Regions from separate parts of the Mus musculus genome. Here region 2 is linked to region 1. The links are chromatin contacts, called in public Hi-C maps. All regions are on one chromosome and are shown on one strand. The core of a region is the stretch at or near the end of the contact, and the rest is flanking DNA. Distances in the headings are between cores, read along the strand shown. Region 1 overlaps Prkce (protein kinase C, epsilon). Region 2 overlaps Prkce (protein kinase C, epsilon).

The links. A called contact is a pair of places that touch in the nucleus more often than the background predicts.
Region 2: a contact with region 1 is called in a Hi-C map of cerebral cortex, with 1.7 times the contacts expected there. The contact joins two enhancer-like sites. A contact is called at or near these places in 1 of 15 datasets of contacts at CTCF or cohesin (the NIH/3T3 cell line), 3 of 484 Hi-C or Micro-C datasets (cerebral cortex, embryonic fibroblasts and embryonic stem cells) and 1 of 115 datasets of contacts at active chromatin or transcription factors (bone marrow-derived macrophages).

The regions. Positions count from the first base shown.
Region 1 is chr17:86,248,097-86,253,072 of GRCm38.p6, reverse strand. All of the region lies in intron 1 of Prkce (protein kinase C, epsilon), which reads right to left. Among named protein-coding and RNA genes, the nearest start is that of Gm52296, 7.3 kb to the right of the region's middle. Within about 2 kb of position 2,797, at least 38 of the 459 cell types and tissues checked have an H3K27ac peak or open chromatin away from gene starts, as enhancers often do. A contact at or near this core is called in cerebral cortex, where this site is marked.
Region 2 is chr17:86,414,088-86,419,063 of GRCm38.p6, reverse strand. The region is part of intron 2 of Prkce (protein kinase C, epsilon); the gene reads right to left. Among named protein-coding and RNA genes, the nearest start is that of Gm30284, 28 kb to the left of the region's middle. Within about 2 kb of position 2,828, at least 18 of the 459 cell types and tissues checked have an H3K27ac peak or open chromatin away from gene starts, as enhancers often do. A contact at or near this core is called in cerebral cortex, where this site is marked.

The sequences.
Region 1 (4,976 bases), core at 1,548-4,047:
GGAAGGGCTGCCGACGTATTCATAATCACTTTCCAAGAAAAAACAACCTATCCTCGAATGGCTCTGATACTCTGTGGTTTCTTGGAAATTAGATTACAGCGGCTTCTCCAAGCTTCAGCCCATCGCATCCTACAGTTGTGATGTTCATTAACGTGTCAGTTCCACTGTCACCGAGGCAGCCAAGCCCTTGGGCTGTTAACGCTGGGTATAATTGCACACTATAAAATGGGCCCACTGTGGAGTACAGGTCCAAAGACTTGGATAAATATGTGTAGTCTTGTCATAACTACCACAATCAAGATAGAAAAGAAAATGTCACCTAAGAGATTCCCCCATCTTCCTTTGACCTCTGGCCCACCCCATCCTGGCAGCCACTCACGTCTTCATCACTGTCTTTTCGTATACACGGAATCTGCCATAAGTGCTCCTTTCACCTCTCAATGCTTTTAAGATCCATATCAAGTTCTTAAAGAAGATGGAAAGCAACAGAATGTGAAGGAAATGGTCATTGAGTCTTCAGGCCACCAAAGGGACCTGGAGGAGGAAAATGAGAACACACCAGTGTTTTCTGCAGCCTTTGCTGCTGCTACACTGTAAGAGCTGCCGCTACAGTGTAAGAGCTGTGTCTACACTGTAAAACAGGTTGGTAACTTAGCTACAAAAAGACACTGACTGAGCAGAGCAGCATAGAGTAATTAAAACAGCATGGACGTCCTTCTGCTGATGACCTTGGATGATCTGTTTTTCTGGGTTTATGTTCCTCCCCTCTGTTAGATGAGGGCCACACTCAGCTCCACACACAGTCTGGGTACCATGGCTTCCTCCCCTCTGTTAGATGAGGGCCACACTCAGCTCCACGCACAGTCTGGGTCTCACACACCGTCTGGGTACCATGGTTCTACCCATTGACTTTTATTGGCTGTCAGGAAAGACACACTCCTTTATCATTCTGTGTTCCCTAGAGATTCATAGTTGGATGTACGGGTGGGGCTGGTGACAGTCACTTCTGTTTCCACCTGGGATGGTGTCACCTGAGGGTATAACCAGCCCTGTCTCAGGAGTCTAGACAAAGACAGCAGCATCGTGCCCTCTGAGCATGTTGATCCTACGCTGCTGCCATCTGTCCCTGAACCATTACATGACCAATAAAGTCCCTTAACTTGCTTCATAAAAAAACAATACATGAGCAACCAAGTCAGAGGTATGGTATGAGGTGCTGGAAGAGTCATGAAATAACAACTGTATTGGAGCCATGTAAGTGACAGACGGGCAGGACGGTCAACATTCACCTCTTTAAGTCTCTAGAAACATGATTTGCAGCCCCGTTCAAGACTCATCTAGAACTTGTGGGCTCCCCCCTCCTCCCAAACAGTTGGGAAAACAGGTGTGCACCCCCACCCCCAACCTCCCTACCTGCATTCTTCTCCCATGTCAGAGATGAGGCCCAGGGCTTTGCAAATGACAAGCCGGCAAGAGATGTTATATACTTAATACATATAACTCTTAAGCTAAGGGCACGCACACATGACATATAGTCCCCGTGTACTAACCAAACGTCTAAGATTCATTGCCAACAGTTTAGGCTTTCTTAAAACCTCACCCCAACTTCCCAACATTCACATAATGTTAACAAGAAGTATAAATCAGAACCATTACTTATAAAAGGATTAAAAGATCATCTCCCTTATCCAGGCAATCACACATAAGGGGGGGGGAGTCCTTGAAGGCATGCCTCTAAGGAAAATGAGGAGGAAGGGGGGCATTTAGGGAAGGCCAAGGCACACATAAAGGAGCCTCAAAGCTTACACGTGGAACAGCAAATAAGCAATTTTGGCCAAGGTCTGCTTTATCTGTGAGTTTGGAGACACTGAATTAGAAAGGCTGAGCCAACTCCATATGGGACAACCTTGGAGATTTGAGTAAGAAAATCCCACCATTAAATCTGTATTAATTAATGTTTTTTAACTCACACAATTAGTACTATAAACCTTGTGAACAGTTGTTGAATGAAGCTGGAGGTAGGGGAGATGGGTGGTCCTAAGGCCAGGTAAGAGGAACTTCTTAAAATACTAAGAAAAGGGTTCTTAAAAAAGACCGTGAACAGGCAACACTGAGGCTTCTGGGAACCAACCAATAGTCATCAAGGGACAGAGCAAAGGGCCAAGGGATGCTGCAGAGTCCAAGTAGTAGAGGCTGGGCAAACAAGTGCAACTGGAGACAGGAGGGGAAACTCGAGTGAGCAGTGGGCTAAAAGCTCGTCCTTTGCTTTGTTGAATCTGAGGTGTTGGATGATGTCCACAAAGCATTTGGAAACATGCACAGAATCCCAGATGGCGAGACTGTTGGTGCCCAGAACAAAGGTAGGCTGCTCTGACAGTCAGAAAGGTAGTCAGAAAAGAAGCAAGGAGAGTTCTCGAGCAGGCTGGGGGAGGCCCCAGTGGTGGCAGGTCCCAGGAGACATCTCCATAGCAGAGGGAAGGGGACAGCTGTCCAGGAAAGTCACAGCAGAGCCTAGAGTCCTCTGCAAGGCCACTAGCAGGAGAATCCCAGACTCCTGGATAAATCTACCCCACTCTAGGTCTCCTGTCATGTGGATGAGATCGTTGCTTACCGCCCTGTCTCCCCCAGGCTGCCCACGTGGGACTTGGACAGGTGATGTATGTGTGAGCGCTGACGAGAAAGAAGCACAGAGCGTTCTGGGCCTGGCAGCAGTCACAGGCCAGGTGGGGAGGGCAGGCTGGTTCCACGAGGAGTGTTCCGAGCTCCTGATTTATCCAAGAGATGGAAGAAAAGCTCCAGCAAGCAGGCAGCCTGTACACCAGCCAAGACGTGGGCCACGGGTAATTCATTCTCACTCACTGGCTGGCTCACCCACCTCCCCGGCAGGATTTCATGTGGAAGACAGCTGTGTAGGAGGAACGTTTGGTCTTAAGTTGGCAGCACTGGCAGAACCATGCTTCCTCAGGGAACGGTCCAGGCCCCCACAGAGTACTGGTAGAGACTCTCACGACCAGGTCTCTGAGAGCAGACAGAAGCATTAAATGAAGGACGACTTCCTTCACCGAGAAGGTGGCAGTTGGCTTTCTGAATACCCACACTCCTCTTTGTTGAGCTCCTGTCCCACCCTAGTTGCTTCCGTTTTCCAAGATCTAGCTGTGGGTCTTGCCTCGCCAGCGTGGCACACTTCTGTCACCCACTCTTCCTCTCTAGCTCCACAGGATCTCGGCCGCACCAGAGGCTGCAGGTTCTGGTCTCTCCACTGCCTAATGCTCCCCCTGGCCCATCTTTCCCTCCTCTTGGTGGAGGACAAAGTCCAGGACAGTGAGAAGAAAGGGGTTTGGCCTTCTGCGTTCTCCAGGAGCTTGGCAGTGTGGTAGGAATGAGGGTGCCGCCTAGCCTGCCCCCTTAAGCAACCACAGGACCTGACAGAAAATGGGAGGAGCTTAAGCAATCACACAACACGATAGAAAATGGGAGGAACTTAGAATCCTTGCAGTGCAGACCAACAAAGTGAGAGTAATGGGCAGGCCTCAGAGCAGGAGGATTCAGGAAAACCTCCAGGAGGAGACATCTCTGTGTTTGCCTTGTCCCACACTGGTTTCTTCTAGTTTCCCCTAACACAGGGGGAAAGCGCTTTTGGTAGTGTGATCCAGTCACAGAAAAAAAACGGGTCCTGACAAACACAGATCTGCTTCCCTTTTGTCACACCGCAGAGCTCTCTGACCTTAGAAAAGTGAACTGGTCTCTACCAGCCTCAGTTTCCCATTCATAACATGAAAATAGAAACACGTATGTAAATTCTCCCTCTCCCCTTCCGTCTCCCTGTCTCTGCTTACTGTGACCTGAGCGCCAGCCACCACTGCAGACTCAGAGTCCCCTCAGAGCGTGAAGGTGGGGCGCACAGGGATGAAATGGTTCATCCACGGTGGTCAGAGCTAACACACGGGGAGCCAAGAATCCCTCTTGTGTCACCAAGAATCAACCCCTGTCACCTCACGCACCTTCAGCCCCTCCCAATGCTCTTGACCAAACTAAACAGCTCCGAAGTACTTGTTCCCATGGGAGTGGCACTCCCTGAGGACTCACAGAGCCAGAGGAGGGTCCACAGCAAGAAGAAAAATACTCAACTCGAAGTTACAGAACTCTCTACAGGGAGGTAGAGAAACACCAACTCTGCCACAGAGACAGTGGCCCACAGTGTCTTAACTGCTTCATCCCCAGGTTCCAGGGACTGTCCATGCCATGGGTGTAGAGAGCTGTACAAGGGGTGTACTGGCTAGTTTTGTGTCAACTTGACACAGCTGGAGTTATCACAGAGAAAGGAGCTTCAGTTGAGGAAATGCCTCCATGAGATCCAACTGTAAGGCATTTTCTCAATTAGTGATCAAGGGGGAAAGGCCCCTTGTGGGTGGGACCATCCCTGGGCTGGTAGTCTTGGGTTCTATAAGAGAGCAGGCTGAGCAAGCCAGGTGAGGCAAGCCAGTAAAGAACATCCCTCCATGGCCTCTGCATCAGCTCCTGCTCCCTGACCTGCTTGAGTTCCAGTCCTGACTTTCTTTGGTGATGAACAGCAGCATGGAAGTGTAAGCCGAATAAACCCTTTCCTCCCCAACTTGCCTCTTGGTCATGATGTTTGTGCAGGAATAGAAACCCTGACTAAGACAAGGGGTTTCTTGGGTACTGTTCCAGGATTGGCCCCTGTGGCAGGAGGGAAGGAAGCAAGGGCAGTCAGAGAGAGACATCAGTAATTGGTCTCAGCCAAGCCAAAAAGAAGCCCTGTGGCAAAGCTGGCTTTACAGAATTGCCTCAGATGGTGTGAATGGGATCAATGTTTACCACCCCCCCATCCCCACCTCTGCAGTCATCTTCCTGTGTTGGCTGCTCCAGGGTGGGACAAAGCCCGGGGCTCTTTTCCTGTAGTCTAGCCCTCCTGGGAAGGAGGAGCCAGTGCTATGCTATCAGCAGGACCTACCTGC
Region 2 (4,976 bases), core at 1,579-4,078, 170 kb before region 1:
CCTTGTCACCTGACAGTCACTCCTTCCACGTAGCCTTCAAGGTAATTCAGCGCTTCCCTGTAGATCTGGATGAGGAGGCACATCTGACGGTGGCAATTGTCAAGCTCTCTTTGTAAGTGGCCCTGGCCCGTGAGCACCAGTTCCAGATTTTTATACACTGCCCAGTAACAAGCCGACTTGAACTTTTCCTGGCTATTCCTTCTGATTTGGGCTTGAGTGGCCCTCCCGTTCTCACCTCCCAAGATACTTACAGGCAGCAAATGGAAGGCAGCGGAGCTAAGTCTCCCCTGTCATGTCCAGGACTCCCAAGTCCAAGCCTTTCCTTCTCCTCCTCGGTCTCAGAACCCGCTGTCAGAGGCTCCCCACGTGTGCTAGGCTGAAGGCAGATGTCAAGAACAAGTCCCTCTGTCGCAGTGACGCTTTGGAGGAGGCACGTGCCATCGCAGCTCGTTTCCGCATTTCCAGCTCCCCGCCACTTCACGCCACCTGCAAAGCCTGCCTCTCGCTGTCTCCAGAGAGGCTCCTGCCAGCCTCCTGAATCAGCTCTACTGCCAGGAGCTGTCAGAAGCCATCCTCTCTGACAAAGGCTGGGTCGAAAGTCTCAACCCACCACCATCAGGGCCCTTCTGCATCTGGCAGAACCCCAGCTTCCCATCCCTTGGCAGGATCTAGCCCTCCTCTACACTCCACGGTAAGCAGAGCCGGCTCAGGGGGTAGTCACACGTGATCGTCTTCCCGCCTTTCACTCTCTTACCCAGCTTGCACCTGTGGTGCATCCCCTGTCCCTACGCGGACACCTTCCCTGGAGATGGATAGCCACAGCCTATTACTGATTAGCCATAGAGGCCCAACCCTTGCCTCATTGATCACACCGCCAGACACCCTCTCTGTTAGGTTCCCCAGGGTTCTAAGGACCCAACGAGACTAGGAAAACACTGTCAAGGTGCACCCACTATCACTGGCGTTATTCTGATTTCAGGGACTACAGATGGAAAGGGATCACCCCCCAAAACACATCCAGTGCCTTAAATTTAGCCCAGTCATCCTGCTTGGAAAACATTCCCCCAGGCCCGAAGCAACCCGGGAGTCCTCTAGTTTCTTGACTCTGGGGTTTTTGTTTGTTTTGCAACTCTGGGGATTGAATATAGGACCTCACATACATGCCAGGCAGGTGGGCTATATTCCATCCAAATCTTATAGTTTCTCGTTCACTTTAAAGTTAAGCCACCATCATTAGCAGGTGGCAGTGGCAATAGCAGCACCACAGGAGCATCTGTTCTGGGAAGACTTGCCAGCCAGCGACCAGGGCACACTTATTACCACCTTCCTAAACATTCGGCTGCCCTGCTTCCACCACGATGGTGCCATCTTGCCTCAGGCTAACCAACATTAGCACGACAGCTACCGATGGCCCTTGAGCAAGGGGTTCGTAACCACTTTGGGGTCACATATCAGATATTTATATTATGATTCATAACAGTAGCAAGATTACAGTATGAAGTAGCAATGAGATAATGTTGTGGTTGGGAGTCACCACAACACGAAGAACTGTATTAAAAGGCCGCAGCATTAGGAGGGTTGAGAACCACAGGCTAGAGGAATCTAGGGTCCCGAAGAATGAGCCTAAAGTAGGTAATTTAATCACGGCAGGCAAGACTAACAAAGTCTACGTGTTGCAAACAGTTTTGCCTCCATGGTTGGGAGGAAGCAGGGACCACATACACTCCAGTGTCATGGCCTCCAGAGAATGCTTCAAACCACACGAGAGCTGACATCCCACTTTCTCAAGAGGTTCATCGTGGTTCCGAGAGCGTCATATGGTGCTTCTGAGCAGGTCAAATGCTCACGGAGTGTTGCCTTCGCAGTCTCTGCTCCATGACTCCCAGTCTCAATGAACTCACCTATTCCTAGTAGGACGGTGGCCAGGCTGCATGCAGTGGTGGGGCCGGACAAGGTGCTTGTAAGACGAGAAGGTTCCCACCCTACACCTTTTTATTTTAAGAGAAATTACTCATTTCTTCTTAATGTCCATGGGTAAGCACCTCCCCTGAATTCCAGACTATAAAACCTTTAAAAGAAAAAGCTATTGAGGCTGTAAAGGCTGACAGGCAGTGCCTCTCTCAGGTGGAATCCTGTTGCCTTCCCAGGGCTGAACACATCTGTTCACACAGAAGCCATTCCCTGCAGTCAGTCCGGCTCACCTACTGAGAAGCATGGCAGTGCTTTCCACGCTTGCCCTGGTTCCTTTCCACATGCCTCCAGCACCCCTTAGCCCCCTTTCTCTCAGGACCTTCTCACTGTAGTCTGTTTATGACAGAACCAGTGTGGGATGCATCCTGTCTTTGATATCTTGGGAAACCTACTTAAAGAACCCTAGCTTATATAAGCAGATGGACCACGCTTTGCACCCTGGCCTACCTTGGGAAGGTTTTCTCTTTTTTGCTGCTACCCAGATTGCATCCAATGTAAGACAAAGGAAGAGCATTTGAACATGTGTCTCCCCACTGGATATGAAATCTAGTGTAGGATTCTCCATGAAGCCAGGGCAGTGACTTCAGAGACTTACAGTGAAGTTCTAGCTGTATATGACAATCCTTTAAAAACAATTTAACAACGATATATATCCTCAGAAACATTAACACAGGGAACACACTTCTTTTGTTTTGCTTTGGTTCCAGCCATGGAGTGAGGGTTCCCGTGCCCTGCGCACACACTCCTGGCCACTCATCTGGGGCCAAGTTTACTGGAAAGGCCCTTATACAGACAGAAGTGCCATCCTGTCACCTCTACCTTGCACACAGGCAGAAGTGTGATTCTGATTCTATTTAAGGGAAAGTGCAGCAGACGGTCTCCATGGCAACCCCAAGCAGCATGTAGAATTAGAGCCTAAATCAGGTTTGAGGAGAATTAAGTTGTGGTTGGTTATGTTGTCTGTCTCACCTTGTCACAGGCAGTGGCTTGGGAAACCTGTCCAAAGGTGGGAGACAGGTAGGGCTGACACTCACAGAGCAAGTCCCACAAACACTGTCCTACGGACTCCTCCCTGGACGACCTATCTCAGAACGAGATGCGAACCTTACAGGAAAATGTAAGTTGCACGCGCGCATGTGTGTGTGTGTGTGTGTGTGTGTGTGTGTGTAGAGAGAGAGAGAGAAATAGAGAGGGAGGCAGGGAAGACAGAAGAGGCAGAGGATGAGTAAAGCACACATTCTAGTTCATTTGCCTAGGTTTGTTCTTGCTGACTTTCATTGGTTTTGCTATTTTAACCTCCTTTGAAATGTTGGAACATTCTTTTATTATTATTATTATTATCATTATATATTTTCTTTATTTACATTTCAAATGTTATCCCCTTTCCTAGTTTCCCCCCTGAAAATCCGCCCCCCTGCTCCTCAACTCACCCACTCCCATTCCTGGCCCTGGCAGTCCTCTATACTGGGGCATAGAACCTTCACAGGACCAAGGGCCTCTCCTCCCATTGATGACCGACTAGGCCATCCTCTGCTACATATATAGCTAGAGCCATGAGTCCCACCATGTGTTTTCTTTGATTGGTGGTTTAGTTCCAAGGAGCTCTGTGGGTACTGGTTAGTTCATATTGATGTTCCTCCTATGGGGCTTCAGACCCCTTCAGCAGGTTGGAGCTTTCCTAACCATGTATTTAAGAGCAATGGAACCATCCTCAAGATTACCTTGATCATGACATCCAGCTATTTATAGACTGACCACACCTTAAGCATCTTAACATTACGTCATAGTGTCTAGAACCAGGCAAATATTGCTGCTCTGTGGACAAGCCTATCAAGCTGTCAATATTAACTCTAGTAAGAAGAAAGAGCAGGCATCCCAGGTCTCTTGCCTGCTACCTTGTGATCTCTGGCTAGTGCATAAGCCAGCCTGAGACTCAGTTTCCTGGAAACAATAATCTTTTATCTCCATAATTGTATTTTTTGAGAATCAAATAAGATAATGACTATGTAAGTGCTTTGCAAAACATCAAACAATCCACAAATGATGGGTAGGGCACCATTTTATTATTAATAAGTGCAGAATTTAATGCAAAGAGGTAGGTTCCTGATGGTAACATTATTTTAAGCTGTTTTCTACCCACCATTCTTTTTTTCCTAGGTTCAAAAAGACAGTAAAAGACAGAAGTCTCCATGGCCGGCTGGCTTCAAGGTCAAGGCTCAGTCACGCATGTTTACGTGGCACAAAGAGTGGCCAATCGATTGGACACAGAGATCAGAGTCTAAGTAGAAGCTGCCCGAGCAGATGAACACTGATCAGGAAGGAGTCTCCCTGCCACACAGCCGCCTGCTTTCCTCTTGCTGTGTTTCTGCTCACCCCAGGGGCTAATTCTCCCTACATCTAAAAGATGAAGCAATGTCACGGAGAGGCCCTTCCAGCTACTCCGGTGAGATATCATTAGCCCCAGCTTGTCTCCCCACTCACCCCCAGTCTGTCTACTGCTGAAAAACCTGGGAATCTGAGAAGAAAAGCAGAGACATCCTATAGGAATGGTGATCACACTTAGTGGGAGAGACAGATTGTCCGTACCAATTTGTCCTCTAGACGTTGGAGAATTGGGCCAGGTTCACAGAGAGCAGCACCAGCAACAAAAGAAGCTGTTAAAAGAGTGGGACCTGTGGCCAAGGATATGCGCGAGTGTGTGTGTGTGCGCGCGCATATCCTTGCGCGCACACACACACACACACACACACACACACACATTATTGCCCTTGAAGGTCAAGTGGATACACATGTGCATTTGAGAAGGAACGATGCCCTGGTAGCCAAGAGCTACGGTGACTCTCCACCTGCCTTGGCTCTGATGAGCTATGACAACCCTGCTCCTGGAACATGGAGGAAAGTGACATCCCAGGTACACTGGAGTGAGGGGAAGAACTGGTCACTTCACTTCATCTCACTTTCTTTTCTTTTCCTTTCTTTTCTTTTCTTTCCTTTCCTTTTCTTTT